Regions from separate parts of the Pan troglodytes genome. Here region 2 is linked to region 1. A link is a contact called in public Hi-C data. All regions are on one chromosome and are shown on one strand. The core of a region is the stretch at or near the end of the contact, and the rest is flanking DNA. Distances in the headings are between cores, read along the strand shown.

Region 1 (5,117 bases), core at 721-3,220:
TCACTGCACTCCAGCCTGGGCAACAAGAGTGAAACTACAACTCAAAAAAAAAAGAAAGAAAAGAAAAGCCGGACCCCAACTCCCAATCGATCTCAGAATCGCAGACATCTGCCCACAGTTTTGCAGGTACTGGAGTGCTCTGCTGAGGAGGGTCAGCTGTGGGTCCATCCACACTCCAGCTAATAAGCCTGGGCAGGCCTGTCAACCTCTCTAAGCTTCCTCTAAAGAGTTAAAGCACTCACCCTCTGCTGGTAATTAAGTGAGATAATGCCTAGAAAAGTGTTAGCACAAACCGGGCATGGTGGCTCACGCCTGTAATCCCAGCACTTTGGGAGGCCGAGGCAGGTGGATCAACTGAGGTCAGAAGTTCAAGACCAGCCTGGTCAACATGGTGAAACCCCGTCTCTACTAAATACACAAAAATTAGCCGGGCATGGTGGCCGGCACCTGTAATCCCAGCTACTCAGGAGGCTGAGGCAGGAGAATCACTTGAACCTGGGAGGCAGAGGTTGCAGTGAGCAGAGATCGCGCCACTGCACTCCAGACTGGGCAACAAGAGCGAAACTTCGTTGCAAAAAAAAAAGAAAAGTGTTAGCACAATGCCTTGAATGCAGGAATAACAAATTTTGGGTTTGTTTTTTTTTTTGAGATGGAGTTTCGCTCTTGTTTCCCAGGCTGGAGTGCAATGGCACGATCTCGGTTCACCAGAACCTCCGCCTCCTGGGTTGTAGCGATTCTCCTGCCTCAGCCTCCCAAGTAGCTGGGATTACAGGCATGCGCCACCACACCCAGCTAATTTTTGTATTTTTAGTAGAAACGGGGTTTCACCATGTTGGTCAGGCTGGTCTCGAACTCCCGATCTTAGATGATCTACCTGCCTCAGCCTCCCAAAGTGCTGGGATTACAGGTGTGAGCCACCACACCCGGCCGGAATAACAATTTTTAATTGTGGCCTTTCCTCCTTCCAACGTGACACCAAATACCAACTGTGTGGTTTGGACACCTTGCTCAATCTTTTGGTTCCTGGGTTTTTTTGTTTTTTGTTTGTTTGTTTTGTAAACAGGGATGAAGGTAGCTTCCGCCTTAGGATTTTGCATGTGGGTTATTTAAGAGTAGGATACTCCTAGCTACAGTCAATACTGAACAAATTTGGTCATTTCGTACTCGTGATGTCCTTGGTCAAGGGCTCTCCTCTGGGCCGGTGGTGGTTGCAGAGAGAAGCCCCCGCCGCCGTCGCTCCTCGGGAAAGGAAGTCGCGGGTGAACAACCGAATATGCGATGAAAAGGGCAAAGTAAGAAAGCGCACAGCGGCCCCCGCCCCGTGGCGCGCTCCTTTGGTCCCAGGCGGGAGGATTGCTGGAGCCCAGGAGCTGGAGGCTGCAGTGAGCCGTGTTCGCCCCACTGCACTCCAACCTGGGCGGCAGAAGAGCGAGACCTCGTCTCTAAAAAAACTCAAGAAACTAAAAAAAGAAAGCACATCTCTTCCAGCAGAAGGCTCCCGGAGGCCCGGGCTGAGGAGGAACTGGGAGAATGGGGCAGCAAAGAGAAAGGGAGAGCAGCTTTGCGTCTGAGGCGGCCTTGGCCATTTTCTGTAGGGCCTCGCTGCCTTCGCATTGGGGCCACCTGGGTGAAGTTTACCCTGGCTCCCGCCTGCTGCACCGTCACCTCCGGCCCCTCATTACGGAAATGAAGACCACTAAGGAGCATGAGCGTCGTAACCGCCCGCCTGGGGTTGACTTCTCTTGGGGTGATCAGCCACGTGACCCTAGCCACCCGCCTCCTTTACACTACGCCCCAGGATCCCCGGCGGCAGAGATAAAGAGCTGGACTTTAGACTCAGACGACCGCGCTCTTAAACCTTAGATGACCTCATCCCAGCCAGGTGATCTCGCAAGCTCCCGACGCTGTGCTCAGCTCCTGTCTCCTGCGCTTGGGTAAGCGCTTCTTAGCCCGGCCCCGCCAGGGTTACGCGGAGGATTGAATGGCACTCTTCCCACACTGTGCCTGGCGCGTCCAGGCTCGGTCACTTAAGGCTGCTTTCCTGAACCACCGCAGGTCCCTTTTCCCACAGCCGCTCGAGTCCCCGTCAGCAGCTTGCTTGCCCTCTCAGGACTTTGTTTGCAGGGTGCTAAAATGGCACTGGGGCTGTGGTGGCTGGCAAAGCACCCTGCAAATATTAATCCCCTTTCCATCCCTAAAACTTTGAGACCCGCCATTTAGCCTTACGGGGCCCGGTTTCCTCCTCTAGAAGCTGAAGATAAGTGAGACACTTCCACATGAGGTTGTACGTTTACTATTCATTCAGCCAGCCGTTTTTTTTTGAAGTGCTGGGCACTGTGTGGTCTCAGGCAGGCCCTACCCATGTCCTCCTCTCTCTTTCCCCTGGCGGGTGTGCAGGCCCCTGGAGGTTCCCAGGGCTAGTCTAGGCACCAGAATGCTGCACGGTGAGAAATCTCAGAGCAATGTGGAAGCTTCTAATAGAGCTGCATTTACTCAACCACAAGGGACTAGCCTTTATTCTGAAATTTCCTGTTTGTATCTAGTTGTTAAAATGTCCATTTCTTTTATGAAATGACGGTAACCAGGGCTGGGAGTTTTCTTTTTTCTTATTTATTTATTTTGAATTGAGACGAGGTTTCTCTATATTGCCCAGACTGGTCTCGAACTCCTGGGCTCAAGCAATCCCCCAGCCTCGGCCTCCCAAAGTGCTGGGATTACAGCCCTGGGCCACTGTGCCTGGCCGGGAGTTGATTTTCTAAATGTTCTTGGGTTACCGGGTGCAGTGGATCAGCCTGGCGCAGTGGCTCACGCCCCAGGTAATCCTAGCACTTTGGGAGGTGGGCGGATCACCTGCGGCCAGGAGACCAGCCTGGCCAACATAGTGAAATCCCGTCTCTATTAAAAATACAAAAATTAGGCGGGCGGGCCGGTGCTCACCTGTAGCCCCAGCTACTCGGGAACCCAAGGCAGGAGAATTGCTTGAACCCGGGAGACAGAGGTTGCAGTGAGCCGAGATGAGATCGCACCACTGCACTCAAGGCTGGGTTACGGAGTTTGACTCTGTTTCAAAAAAAAAAAAAATAGATAAGTAAATAAATGTTATTTAGCAAAATTAAAAGTTGACAGGCAACTCCAGTGTGACAGGAAGGCTCTAGAATGGCCTTCCGCAGTCCCCTCCTCCTGATATTCAAGCCTTTGTATGATCCCCTCCCCTCCAGAGTGGCTGGGGCTGGTGACTTGCTTCTAAGAAACAGAATGTCACAATAATGACTTCTGTGATTAGATTAGCAATGACTGTGACTTCCATCTTGCCAGCTGACTTTTGCTCTTCTTGGCTTGCACACTTTGATGAAACAAACCGCCACACTGAAAAAGCAGCCAGGCCGGGCGCGGTGGCTCACGCCTGTAATCTCAGCACTTTGGGAGGCCGAAGCGGGCGGATCATGAGGTCAGGGTTTCGAGACCAGCCTGGCCAACATAGTGAAACCCCATCTCTACTGAAAATACAAAAATTACCCGGGCATGGTGCCTGGCACCTGTAATCCCAGCTATTCGGGAGGCTGAGGCAGGAGAATCGCTTGAACCCAGGTGGCAGAGGTTGCAGTGAGCTGAGATCGAGCCATTGCACTCCAGCCTGGGCGACAGAGCAAAACTCCGTCTCGAAAAAAAAAAAAAAAAAGGTCAGCCAATGATGTAGGAAGGAGCTGGTGACCTCTGACCAACAGCTAGGGGTACTGAGGGCCTCAATCCAACAGCCCTGGAGGAACTGAGTCCTGCCAACAGCCAGGTAAGCTGGAAGCAGGTGGTTCCCCAGTTGAACCTTAAGGCTACTTAAGGAACCTTAAGGCGCAGCATGTAAAATTTCAGGAGGCACTCACATGTAACAAGTGTGCCCTGACCCCACCCTGTGTGGCCAACACCCTGAATAGCACCTGTGAGATACCTGCAGTGGAGGAGCCAGTGAATCTGTGCCCACTGGGTTTTGGGGTAATTCATTATGCAGCAATAGATAACCAATACATCTAGGTATTTTTAAATGCTTTTGGTCTGTGGAATCCAAAAACCAACTCCTTTTCAGGAGGTCATGTGAGATGGTATCTTAAGGGTGATGAGGCAGCCCCAGGACAGACCTAGATTCCTTTTTGTTTGTTTGTTTTGAGATGAGATCTTGCTCTGCGCCTAGGTTGAAGTGCAGTGACAAAATCTTGGCTTACAGCAGCCTCAACCTCCTGGGCTCGAGCGGTCCTCCCGCCTCAGCCTCCCAAGTAGCTGGGACTACAGATGTGCACCACCACACACGGCTATTTTTTTCTTTTTTGTATTTTTTTCTTTTTTCTTTTTCTCTGGCTATGTTGCCCAGACCTAGATTGTAATCTCAGACCCTCCTCTAGTTAGCTCAGTAGCCTTAGGCAAGTTACTTTGATTTCTCTGAGCCTCAAATTTCTCACACAGAAAAATGGGTATAATACTGATTTCCTAAATTAAATTATGTATGTGTAAACACCAATAATTACCATTTCTAGAGCATTCTTTTGTGTTACAGCCAATGTTAAATTCTTTACATGCATTATTGCATTTTATCCTCACAAACTTATGGAGTCAGTTCATTTATTACCCCCATTCTTCAGATAAGAAAACTGAGAAGGTGCAGGCGTGGTGTGTGCCGGATACATTGTAGGCCTTGAATAAATTGTGTCATAAATAAAGAAAGAAAAAAAAGCAAGCCTTCCAATATGCGCTTTCCTACCTGTTACCACTAGGTGGCAGCAAAGACAGGCAGACGAGCCAGCCTTTGCGCTTAGCTGAAAATGTATTCCTGAAAATTAATTTGCTTATTTAGATGAAATTGTATTCCTGCATTCTTTTTTATTTTTACTTTTTATTTTTGAGACGAAATTTCACTCTTGTTGCCCAGGCTGGAGTGCAATGGCGCCATCTCGTCTCACCACAACTTAACGCCCCGCAGGGTTCAAGCGATTCTCCTGCCTCAGCCTCCCGAAAAGCTGGGATTACAGGCATGCGCCACCACGCCTGGCTAATTTTTTTTTTTTTTTTTTTTTTTTGTAGTTTTAGTGGAGACAGTGTTTCTCCATGTTGGCCAGGTTGGTCTTGAACTC
Region 2 (5,400 bases), core at 2,523-5,022, 210 kb after region 1:
TTAATTTTTTTGAGATGGAGTCTCTCTCTGTCACCAGGTTGGAGCGCGGTGGCGTGATCTTGGCTTACTGCAACCTCTACCTCCCGGGTTCAAGCAATTCTCCTGCCTCAGCCTCCCGAGTAGCTGGGATTACAGGTGTGTGCCACCACACCCAGCTAATTTTTTTGAATTTTTAGTAGAGCAGGGGTTTCACCATGTTGGCCAGCATGGTCTCGATCTTCTGACCTCGTGATCTGCCCGCCTTGGCCTCCCAAAGTGCTGGGATTACAGGCGTGAGCCACCGCGCCTGGCCTTCTCAATTTTCTTAAACTTATACTCTCCTGCTGGGCGTGGTGGCTCAGGCCTGTAATCCCAGCACTTTGGGAGGCCAAGGCGGGCAGATCACCTGAGGTCAGCAGTTCGAGACCAGCCTGACCAACATGGAGAAACTGTCTCTATTAAAAATACAAAATCAGCCGGGTGTGGTGGTGCATGCCGGTAATCCCAGCTACTCGGAGGCTGAGGCAGGAGAATCGCTTGAACCCAGGAGGCAGAGGTTGCGGTGAGCCGAGATCGCGCTATTGCACTCCAGCCTGGGCAACAAGAGCGATACTCCGTCTCAAAAAAAATGAAAAACAACAACAACAACAACAAAAAAAAACAAAAACGTATACCCTCCCAAATGAGATTTGTTCGAACCTGACTTTCTATCGTTTGCAGCTCAAAAACAACAGGGGCCAGGAGCAGCGGCATGCACCTGTAATCCCAGGCACTCAGGAGGCTGAGTGAGGAGGATTACTTGAGGCTGGGTGCCCAGGGATTCAAGACCAGCCTGGATAACGTGGCAAGACCCTCATCTCAAAAAGCAATAGAGTTTTCTTCTCAAATATGAAATGATATAACTGAATATATTCTTTTCCAACTACCCTCTCATTCATTAGGGGCTTCCTTCCGACTGGGAAGCAGTGACTTCTGGAAAATTATTCTAATTTTGCGATATCCATGAGTACAGCATCATATCCAATGTTCAAAACGTTAACACTCTAGGCTGGGTGCGGTGGCTCAGGCCTGTAATCCCAGCACTTTGGGAGGCCAAGGCGGGAGGATGACGAGGTCAGGAGATCGAGAACATCCTGGCCAACACATTGAAACCCTTTCTCTACTAAAAGAAAATACAAAAAATTAGCCGGGCGTGATGGCGGGCGCCTGTAGTCCCAGGTACTAGGGAGGCTGAGGCAGGAGAAAGGCGTGAACTCGGGAGCCGGAGCTTGCAGTGAGCCAAGATTGCGCCACTGCACTCCAGCCTGGGCGACAGAGCGAGACTCTGTCTCAAAAAAAAAAGAGTAACACTCTAACTTCTCCTAAAATAAAATCCATCTGTTTGCTTTATATCTATTTTCAATAATTTGAGAAACGAACACCCAGTTCTGGGTGAGGGGTGGTAGTGGGGCTGGACATGGTGTTTCCTGTTTGTTTTAGCGCACACCAGGCCCAGTGCCACAGGAAAAAACAAAATTCCAAGAAAGGATTGGGGAGGCCGCTTTTCATGTGACTACTGCCTGCCTGTCAGCGCTAGCCTCTTCTGACTCTAAATTACAAGTGGAAGAAAGCACGTTAGAAACCCACAGAACTGGCCGGGCGCGGTGGTTCACGCCTGTAATCCCAGCACTTTAGGAGGCCGAGGCAGGCGGACCACGAGGTCAGGAGATCGAGACTATCCTGGCTAACACGGTGAAACCCCGTCTCTACTAAAAAAAGAGAAAAAAATTAGCCGGGCATGGTGGCGGGCACCTGTAGTCCCAGCTACTCGGGAGGCTGAGGCAGGAGAATGGCATGAACCCGGGAGGCGGAGCTTGCAGTGAGCCAAGATTGCGCCACTGCACTCCAGCCTGGGCGACAGAGCAAGACTCTGTCTCAAAAAAAAAAAAAAAAAAAAAAAAAAACCCATAGAACTGACTGGTGGATGGGGCACTTGCCTGCCTTCTTTATCAGTGTATCCCTCAACGGAATCACTGTTTATTTATTTTTTTATTTTTTGAGAGGGAGTCTTGCTGTGTCGCCCAGGCTGGAGTGCAGTGGCACGATCTAGGCTCACTGTAACCTCCGCCTCCTGGATTCAAGCAATTCTCCCTGCCTCAGCCTCCGGAGTAGCTGGGATTACAGGTGCCCTCCACCACGCCCAGCTAATTTTTGTATTATTTAGTAGAGACAGGGTTTTGCCATGTTGGCCAGGCTGGTGTTGAACTCCTGACCTCAGGTGATCCGCCTGCCTTGGCCTCCCCAAGTGCTGGGATTACAGGCTCAGTGAGCCACCAATCCCGGCCCCAAATCGACTGTTTTAGGGAGAGCAAAGTGAGACATGCCATTTATTGAACGCTCTTTTATATCTTCCTCGGTGCGGGGTGTTTTTCCAATTATTAACTATTTAATCTTCACGAGCTCAGGACAGCCATTCGTAACCTAATTTTGCAGATAAGGAGCTAGACACTCATTTGGGGGGGGAGAAGAGGAGGACTGGAGTTCAGAAAGTGCATTTGATGCTCTTATCCTGGAGGCTGGAGCTAGTTCACCTCCCTGGAGAATAGCTTTTGGGAATCCCGTTTGAAATTGCCGCTCAAGGCCAGCTCGGCATCCAGCCTAGGAATTGGAGGATTTTGGAGAATCCCCTTAGGGGGAAATGTTTAAAAGTGCAAAGTGAATAGTAGAAGCCCCTCTCCTCGTCACTAGGGGTACATTTGCCGTTTTCTTATCAACAGCCTCTCAAGTACAAGCATCTGGGACAAGAACTAGAACCGTGCTTGGGGCAGCCCCCACGTCCTCTCGGGAACAGGGGTGGAGCGCTGGCGGGAGTGGTTGAGGGCGGCCCGCCGCCGACACTGTGTGCAGGAAGCCGGCGCTTTGTCTGCTCTCCCACCGCGGAGAACACGAGGCGGAGGCGCGCCCCAGCTGGCCACACGCTGCCCAGGGCCGGCGTCGGTCAAGAGCCCTCTCTTCAAGCAGGATTAAGAGGGAACCAAGGGGCTGGCAGAGGGGCCTCAGAAGCTCCTGGGCGAGGCCTGAGCCCGTGGGTCTCGACACTAAAATCTGGCGAGCTCCCTGCGCGTCCGCAAAGATTTTGGAGCTCTGAAGAGCCCGGCGACGCCTGCGCTGGCCAGGCGCCGTGCCCACGGGAGGCGCCGTCCTCTTTGTAACTCGAGCAGACCCTGGCGGGCCAGTTGCTATGGCAATGTTCCTCGCTCTGCTCGGTGAGGCCGGGAGGTAGGCGGGCCTTGGCGGACGTCACCCACATTCGGCTTTGGGGAGCCGCCCCACCCCCAACAATTGTTTGCCAGAAAGGAACCGTAAGATAGATGCTTTGTTAAGTGAGACATCTACGGGGCCATGTTAGAACAGAAAGTCGCGACAACCTCTTTCTCCGTCAGCCTCTTCACAAATCCCTTCGTGCCAACGATTTTAACGGTCCTTCAAAGCCAGGAGGAGGGGGCGTGGTAATTCGAGGGGTTTGTTCGAAGGGCCACGCCCTTTCCTCGGCCTTTGGATTTTTCCAGGCCGCGCCCACGGCGGGGGGGTGGGGGGGCGCTAGTTCTAGACCACGCCCCTTCCTTGTTCGCTCGGAAAGAGGACCAAAATGGAGGAGTAAGAATCATGATTAAATTGAGCGAGCGCAACTAATCACGCGAAGAGGGCCGCAGGCGGGCCGTCTTCCGCAAGCGTGCTTCCAGGCCTCCACTCCCCACCTATTCGGCGGTGCCCTGTTACTTCTGCGCCTGCGCGCTGCTTCCCGCGACCTCACAGGCAGAGCGAACACGCACGGAGTCGCAGGGGCGCGCAAAGGGGGAGGAGCGGGCGGGACCAGGCGCGCGCGCGCGTCTGGAGTGACTAGAGAGCAGGCGAGTCGGGCGGATCGGGTGGGTAGAGTGGTGCCGTCCGGTTGTTTGGTGGGAGGCACGTAAGACCGCTCTGGGCACGGGGGCGCTCACCTCACTGGCTCGTTCGGTTCTAGGAGCAGATCCGGGGTAGAGGGAAAAGAGCTCCGGGCCAGGGGCTGCCGTCGCCGCCGTCGGGGAGTCAGCCCGCCAGCCCGCCAGCTCGTCAGCCAGCCAGCCAGCGCTTCGCGGGCCCTGTCGGTCCCGGTAAGCGGGCCTGCGCTTACCGGAAAGAGGAGCGTAAGATGAAAGAGTGTGAGAGACCATTGGGGGTCTGTAGGGGGAAGGGGAGTGGGGGCGTGTGTAAGGGGCAGGGTGTGTGAGGAGGAGAGGAACCCCAGCAAAGAGTAGTAATAATAATGGCCACCGTCACACGATAATATTCGAGTAATATGTGCGGGGACTTTACAAAGCATCTCATATGCTTCATTTTAACTTCTACTCCAATCCTCCGAGGTGCGTACTGTTATCAAACCCATTTTACAAGATAGGAAAACCGAGGCACGAAATAGATTAAGTGGCTTATGCAAGGACACACGACTACTACGTGGCCTGGCCTGGCTTTGAACTTAGTTATCTTAGTCCTAAGGCCCGTAATTTTAACTTTGCTTTACCAAACAAACAAAAACAGAAGAAGAATGGCGTGTCAGAAGGAGGAGGACTGAGTGTGATTTGAAGTGGAAGGATGATGATAAACGAGAAGAGAATGATGATGGGAGACGGAGTAGTGGGGAGGAGGACCTGAATTTGGAATCTTGCGGGCCTCCCCCTTCTAAATCGCCGCCTCTTCCTTAGTTCTTGCGGCCCCATAACTTTTTCTTGGTGTTCTATGGCTTTACGAATGGAGGAGCCAACTGGGCCTGGGCCATTCGGGTGGTTTTAAGAAGTTTGAACTGCGGTTCAATCCAGGGCAGTGCCTTGAGACACTGTTTGGAGGTAAGGGAGGGTCAGAGGATCCTCTTAAACGCTGCTGCTATTTATTTCTTCAAACGTGCCACTTCCTTTTCTATCATATCTATGCACGGCAAAGCCTTTGTTCAGTCCTCTAGAATAAGGAAGTGATGTCTATTGTTTCCTTGTACACTTGGGCTTAAACGAACAAAATCAGACTCAACGTTTCTTTTCCCGAGCAAGGCCTTGATTGCTTGCAGAGAAAACTTTCCTGTGGCTTTATCATTAGTTGCCCTTCAGAGCTTTCCTGTGTAAATAAGGAGCTATGTTTTGGAGAAGTTTACACCGTAGATGAACGGGAGCGATCTGAACGTACTGCACTGCAGGTCAACACAGAGCAGGGACTTCAGTAATTCATAGGTGTGAGTGTGTTTGTGAAAACCTTTCCTTCTTGCACAGTTTTCTGTGTAGCTCATGTGGGAGTCAAGTTTTTAAGTCAGCCCGTGAGGCAAACATTGTATGTAATAAAAATTAATCCTTAAAAATTCCTAGGAAGGTGCAACGCTTGAGATTAGCATCCTGTTTCTGACTACATCCTGGACGG

Evidence for each region. Hi-C and Micro-C count contacts between places; a contact is called where the count stands out from the background.
Region 2: a contact with region 1 is called in a Hi-C map of induced pluripotent stem cells, with 2.9 times the contacts expected there. The contact joins the promoter of CNOT8 here to the enhancer-like site in region 1. A contact is called at or near these places in 1 of 7 Hi-C or Micro-C datasets (induced pluripotent stem cells) and 1 of 1 datasets of contacts at active chromatin or transcription factors (stem cell-derived excitatory neurons).

Annotation. Positions count from the first base shown.
Region 1 is chr4:152,340,736-152,345,852 of NHGRI_mPanTro3-v2.0_pri, forward strand. No RefSeq gene overlaps it. Among named protein-coding and RNA genes, the nearest start is that of LARP1, 35 kb to the right of the region's middle. Within about 2 kb of position 1,971, at least 5 of the 24 cell types and tissues checked have an H3K27ac peak or open chromatin away from gene starts, as enhancers often do. A contact at or near this core is called in induced pluripotent stem cells, where this site is marked.
Region 2 is chr4:152,550,055-152,555,454 of NHGRI_mPanTro3-v2.0_pri, forward strand. CNOT8 (CCR4-NOT transcription complex subunit 8) reads left to right here and starts at 3,773. Exons shown (of 8, transcript NM_001246536.1): 1 at 3,773-3,869; 2 at 3,983-4,112. FAXDC2 (fatty acid hydroxylase domain containing 2) reads right to left here and starts at 3,469. Exons shown (of 11, transcript XR_010157389.1): 1 at 3,387-3,469.